2 separate regions of the Drosophila melanogaster genome follow, and region 1 is linked to region 2. A link is a contact called in public HiChIP or PLAC-seq data. All regions are on one chromosome and are shown on one strand. Each heading gives the region's core, a stretch centred on a gene start, on an enhancer-like site or on the middle of the called end of the contact. The rest is flanking DNA. Distances are from core to core; before and after follow the strand shown. Region 1 holds the start of zfh1 (Zn finger homeodomain 1). Region 2 holds the start of PH4alphaEFB (prolyl-4-hydroxylase-alpha EFB).

Evidence for each region. HiChIP or PLAC-seq counts read pairs in DNA pulled down with a chosen protein or histone mark.
Region 1: an H3K27ac HiChIP or PLAC-seq map of the Kc167 cell line shows a contact between it and region 2, with 7 times the contacts expected there. The contact joins the promoter of zfh1 here to the promoter of PH4alphaEFB in region 2. A contact is called at or near these places in 5 of 107 Hi-C or Micro-C datasets (the Kc167 cell line, the ML-DmBG3-c2 cell line, the S2 cell line and 1 more) and 2 of 6 datasets of contacts at active chromatin or transcription factors (both in the Kc167 cell line).

Annotation. Positions count from the first base shown.
Region 1 is chr3R:30,764,534-30,767,233 of dm6, reverse strand. zfh1 (Zn finger homeodomain 1) reads right to left here and starts at 1,308. Exons shown (of 5, transcript NM_170522.4): 1 at 854-1,308. The coding sequence starts at 950.
Region 2 is chr3R:30,464,793-30,467,492 of dm6, reverse strand. PH4alphaEFB (prolyl-4-hydroxylase-alpha EFB) reads right to left here and starts at 1,443. Exons shown (of 9, transcript NM_170492.2): 1 at 1,119-1,443. It overlaps CDase (Ceramidase), which reads right to left. Exons shown (of 6, transcript NM_001276180.1): 5 at 2,176-2,700; 6 at 1,757-2,115. The coding sequence ends at 1,932.

The DNA.
Region 1 (2,700 bases), core at 59-2,558, 300 kb before region 2:
GGTAATGGTGTTGGCCAAGTTAGCTACCTGTCGTCTGCTGTTTCAGCCTGCGCATGCGGTTTTCCTGGTCAGGGGTAGCTCTACCTGGTTCTCGGTGGGTGGAGATTACTGGCAAGGCGGCGGTGCTGTTTCGGCGGTGCCAACAAATCAAATTGAGATGTGGCTGCAATTGGTCGGCCACTGGGAGGAACAGAGAGGTGGCTATGCTATGCAATGCAGGGAATAATGCCATTATTCAAGATCGACTGGCCGACTTTCATGTGTGAAGAGCGTGATATGACCAATAGATATAAGAAATCGAATGATCTGCCATGTTAAACCGTACTAATTTTAACTATATTGTAGTTTTAGCTCATGGAAAAGGACTTTCGTAGCTGAAAACCAGCGAATGATTATAGTTGAACAACAATAAGTTCTTTAAGTTCTCAAAGCGTATAGAAGTTGCACAAAGTGACCCAGTTTTCTCTCAGTGTGCTGATCGGGCAAACTTTTTCGGTTTCGGGCTCGCTCTCTCCTTTTTGAGAACCGGAGCCCGTTCTCTGCGTAGGAGTAGGTAATGGTAATTCGAGACCTGCCTCGATCCTTACTCGCCGTTTATGAGTTTGTTTTTCTATAGCTACTCATTCTTATGATCCCCTGAAGGTGGAGACCACACATATACCCAAGATGGCGGATGGTTTCTGGGAAACTGCTAAGCTTGCATGTGGGGATCTTCAAATCGAAGCTACCGAGTCTTGGCGCGCGAATCACTTGAACACAAAGTTCTATGGCACGGCTGATTGGTGATAATGGAGGCGGTTTGCGGATGAATCACCCGAGATCTGTGCTCCAGATCCGCGTTCTGATCACTTACACTGCATGGCGAAGGGGGAGGTGGAGGGCATGCTCTGCTGAATGATGGTATCCTCTTGGCCGAAACGTGAAGACGACGGCGCCAGACAGGACAACATTTGGAATGCTTGTTGCAACACTTGCTCTACTTTGATGCGGATAGTTTGTTTGGCTAGTTGGCTAGTTGGCTAGTGGGTTCTTCTGGGCTCGGCGTTATTTCTTTCTTATAGAGCACACACGTGTTGTGGCGGCCATTTGGGCAAGGGCCTTGGGTTTTTTATCTTTCGAACATGGGAAACACTGGGATTTTTCTTCGCGATGCGCCGCTGCGAGTGTCGCGTTTGTTTTTATTTTGTGGGCGATTTCACTGATCTGCGTTCTATATCTGCGTGATTCTACTGTGTGCTGCTCAGAGTTTTCTCTGTGGGTGAGCGACGCGTGTGCTGCCGTCGCGACGTCTACGATGCAACTGAATTCAGAGTTCTAAGTTTCGAAGCATCAAGCCAAATCCGAGAACGAAACAGAGACCGACGTCCTCTACCGAATCCGTCGGATGCGAACTGTGAGTTTCGGGCGAGGGCGATACGGCGGGGTTCTACGTTTCCACGGAGAGCGAGTGAGAGAGGGCGGCGCTGTTTGTGTGTGTGCTCCGTGCCACCACCAGCATAATATAACGGTGTAACGGTTCACCGTTCCGATGTACGAGGTGATTCGGGCGGGGGTAGTGTGGTTGGTGCTCTAATGCTCTGATGGGTGGTGTGTTGGTGGTGGTGCCAGAGAAGCGAGAGCGCTTCATTCTTAACATAACAGCTCTCTGTTATCGCATATCGTAAATGTTAAGCGCTGTTAGTGCCGCTCCTCTCGGTTATCCCGTGACGTAAGCACTACGTAAGGGTGGCCTCTTTTGTTCATCGTGCTGCTCGTAAACATATGGCCGTTATGCGGGATTTGACTATATTAACATTTGCACAAAATTTCGTTTTTATTGATAAAGCGACTTATGAGTCTTTCCATTAACTTTTCCGCCAACCGTCAAATTTATTTCGGTGTTATTTTATTAATACTCTGTGCTGCTGGGTATCAATATTAAAGTGTAGAGCTTAAGTGATTTACATATTTAATTGTTATAATTAGGAAATATTTTTAATAAACAGTTTAATACTCAACAATAAATAGGAATTATCTGAAATTCCCAGAATTGAACAGCAATAAGATAGTTTAATTATATACTTGTATTATAATTTTTTAAGTCTTTCCGGTAAATCAAGTTTATGACAAAATATTCCCCGTGTGGGAATTACACACATATGTATGCATATCGCTATGATTAATTCCCCACTCAAGAAAGCTTTCGATCGTTTTTCTTTCGGGTAAATTTGGCGGTGCGAGATAAAGGGGATTTCTTTTTTCCAGGGAATCCCTTAACCCTTTCCTGGCCACATCGCTGCGTTAACGGACAAAATCATTTGCACTTGCGATTGCAAAATTTCCTCTGCTGCGATTTCCGAGTAAGAAATACCGAAATCGTTCCGCGATTGCCACACATTAATGACATCGTTTGCTGATGGGCGAGTTCTTGAGAATGTCCATCAATGGACACGTCTACAAAATGACAGAAGAACAGAGATCCAAGAGATCCCGGACAACCGAAGAATTCTAACGAAGAGAGCAGAATGCGAGTGGCTTGATTCTTTGGCTCCATCAACAAGTTTTGGCGGCCCCTTGGGATGTTGCTTTTTTTGTACTTTATATTTTGCTGCTCAAAGAAACATATAGATTTGAAAACTAAAAGTATAAATGGATAAAAAGATATTTATGGTAACAGAAATTGTGTTATCGAAAAAAAAAGCGAAACATGCTCTCTTTGAT
Region 2 (2,700 bases), core at 194-2,693:
TACTGATCAAATGGACGTAAAGGCGAAAGGCCGAAAAAGCAGGCGGGGAGCAACGAACCAGATTGCGGCTAAATTATAAATTTCATAAATTAACACACCTTGCTCGTAAGTTAATTGAAGCTATTGAATCCGATTGTATTTTCAAAAATACACGCCTAGCCATTAATCATCCAAACCAGAGTCTAATTGGTTAAGTATTTCCAATTAGACAAGAAATATCCCGCTAATAAGAGCGGCTAAATGAGGTTTGTGTCCGTGCTAAATAGGAGTCACTTCAACTGGGTTTTAATCATAGACATTTACCAGGTACATTATGTTATATATGTTATACATTTAAAAAAGGATTCTGTTATATAAAGAGTAACTTTATTACCCTTTAAAGTAATTGTATCCTCTTTACAAACAGGTTTGAAAACAGTTTAATAAACTGGTTATTTTTAAGTCACTGATTGACTACCTAATATTACTTATTCATGTAATTTGCTACTGAAATGTATAGTTAAAGGAAGAAAACAATTTGTTTCAAATCTATTGATTCCTTGCTGAACTAGGCCATCCTTTTTCGCACAGTTGGCAACGCAGTGTTTATACCCTTTGCATTGGAAGATGAAGTGCACGGGAAACGAGACCAAAACAAATGCCTACAATTGACTACGTGACTGCGGCACTTCCTTCTTTTCGCCCCCTGATCATCATTATATAAACACACCCAGACGGACGTAAAAAGTACATATACACATTGACGCCTATGCCGCACAGACTTTTTCGAGTCCAGATATTTAGAGGCTTATCGCCAGCGGAGATGGAGGAGGAGGGAGGAGCATCAGCAGTAGGAAATGGGGAATATGTGGGGGCAAAAAGCGGTCAATTGAATCGCCATGTGGTGACAACAAGTGCATATAGAATAGTATGTGAACACTCAAATCAGTTTAGTTTTTTTGTCACAGCGCAGCAGAGCATTTCTCTCTAATCAAAATCGAATATTCAATTTAGATGGCCCACATTCCCGTCATTCAAGTAAAAAGACTCGATTATTGTTATCAGTGCACGACGGATGCCGGCAGGAGGAACACGTCAGAAGTTCTAGAAAATGTATCTGTGGAATTTCTTTAATTTACCCTGTGTTTCTTATGCGAACTTGTTGCTGGATCTCAATGGATGTCAATGAAACTGGCCGCCTTCTTTGTTTACAATTCAACGAGAACACCTCGATTGCATTGCCCACCCGCACTTCGTATCTTATAGATACATTTTATGCACTCTAACTGGAAGCACACAAATCACGTTTGTTTTAGATATTTTCGTTTAGACTCGAATTTAAGGATTGTTTTCTCTGGTCCCCCGAGGAGTAAATTCCCTTTTTCACAGTTTTGACTACAAAAATATAATTTGTGTTTCTGTTTAATTCGCGTGCGCGCGCCGAGAAATACCGACTGGAACTGATTTTGTTTTGCTGCCGCCTCGAATATAGATAAATACCGACTTCCAGATCCAGAAAGAGAGAGAATTTCTGGTTTCTGTTTCGAATTTAAGAGAAGAGCACCAATTTCGAATTTCGAAGTTCAATTTAATACCACAAAAGAGAAAAAGAGTTGAAAGAGAGAAACTTGTACAGCATTGTGGATTTCATTCGAACAGCTGTTTGCGGATCGTATATGGTGGCGGGCAATTTGAATTGTAATTGGTAAAAAGGTGAAGCAATGTCAAAAGACTACTAGAACAGCCATTTCGATCAAAATTAAAAACACTTCTCCTTAGTTTCAACATAATTTGGCATCTTTTTTATTCGCGTTTGCAAAAATAAAGCTTTTCCTTCGTCACTTACAAATGGTAAATAAATACATGGATTCAGTGTTGATTTTGTTTTTGATGGGCCCTACAACTGTCTGGCCAGGAATATTTATAAAATCACTCCACACGGATATCTAATCCTAGTCCTCCTTAACGGTGAAGGAATGCGTGAGTCCCTCGTAGGGATACTTTCCGCCCAGGATGTACTTGTACTCCCCGGAATGGCGAATGCGATATTCCCCGGGAAGAGTCTGCGGACTGATGTCCCAGTAGATGTCCATTTCGCTGAAGCCCAGGATCGTATTGGTTCGGTGCCAGACCATTCTGAAAAGTAACGATTTTATTAAGTACCAACATTTATAACCTCAAGCTGGCGCTTCCTACTTGGTCTCCCAGCTGGCATCCGTATAGGCCACCTTCCAGCGATCCTCGTTGATCTTTCGCTCAATGGTGAAGTAGGTTTTCTCGGTGAAGAGGTTGTTACGCGGATTTCCGGATATGTAGGTGACCTTCACCGTCTCGTTGATGCCGTACTCCTTGTTGGGCTGCGACTTCACGTAGCCAAAGTCGGTGTTTATGGGATGTCCGTCGAAGAGAACCCCGGTGTTCAGCGATAGCATCACATCATTCATGTACGGCGGACTTGGACCCGCATCCACGGTCTCATTACGCATCATGGCCTTGGTCAGGCGTTCGAAGACGTCCATGTAAATGGAGTGGGTATGGGGACCGAAGATCGTGGAGGCGGCCTCGTAACGCTGCGCCTGGTACTCCTCCGGGGTCACCGTGTAGCTGGTGTATATGTTGGTCAGTCCGGCGATGATTACCTCGGTGTCGATGCCTCCGACGGCGGAGGCAGCTGCTCGAATCTGGTTTCGCAGACGACGTCCTGCCATTGTGGTGAACTCG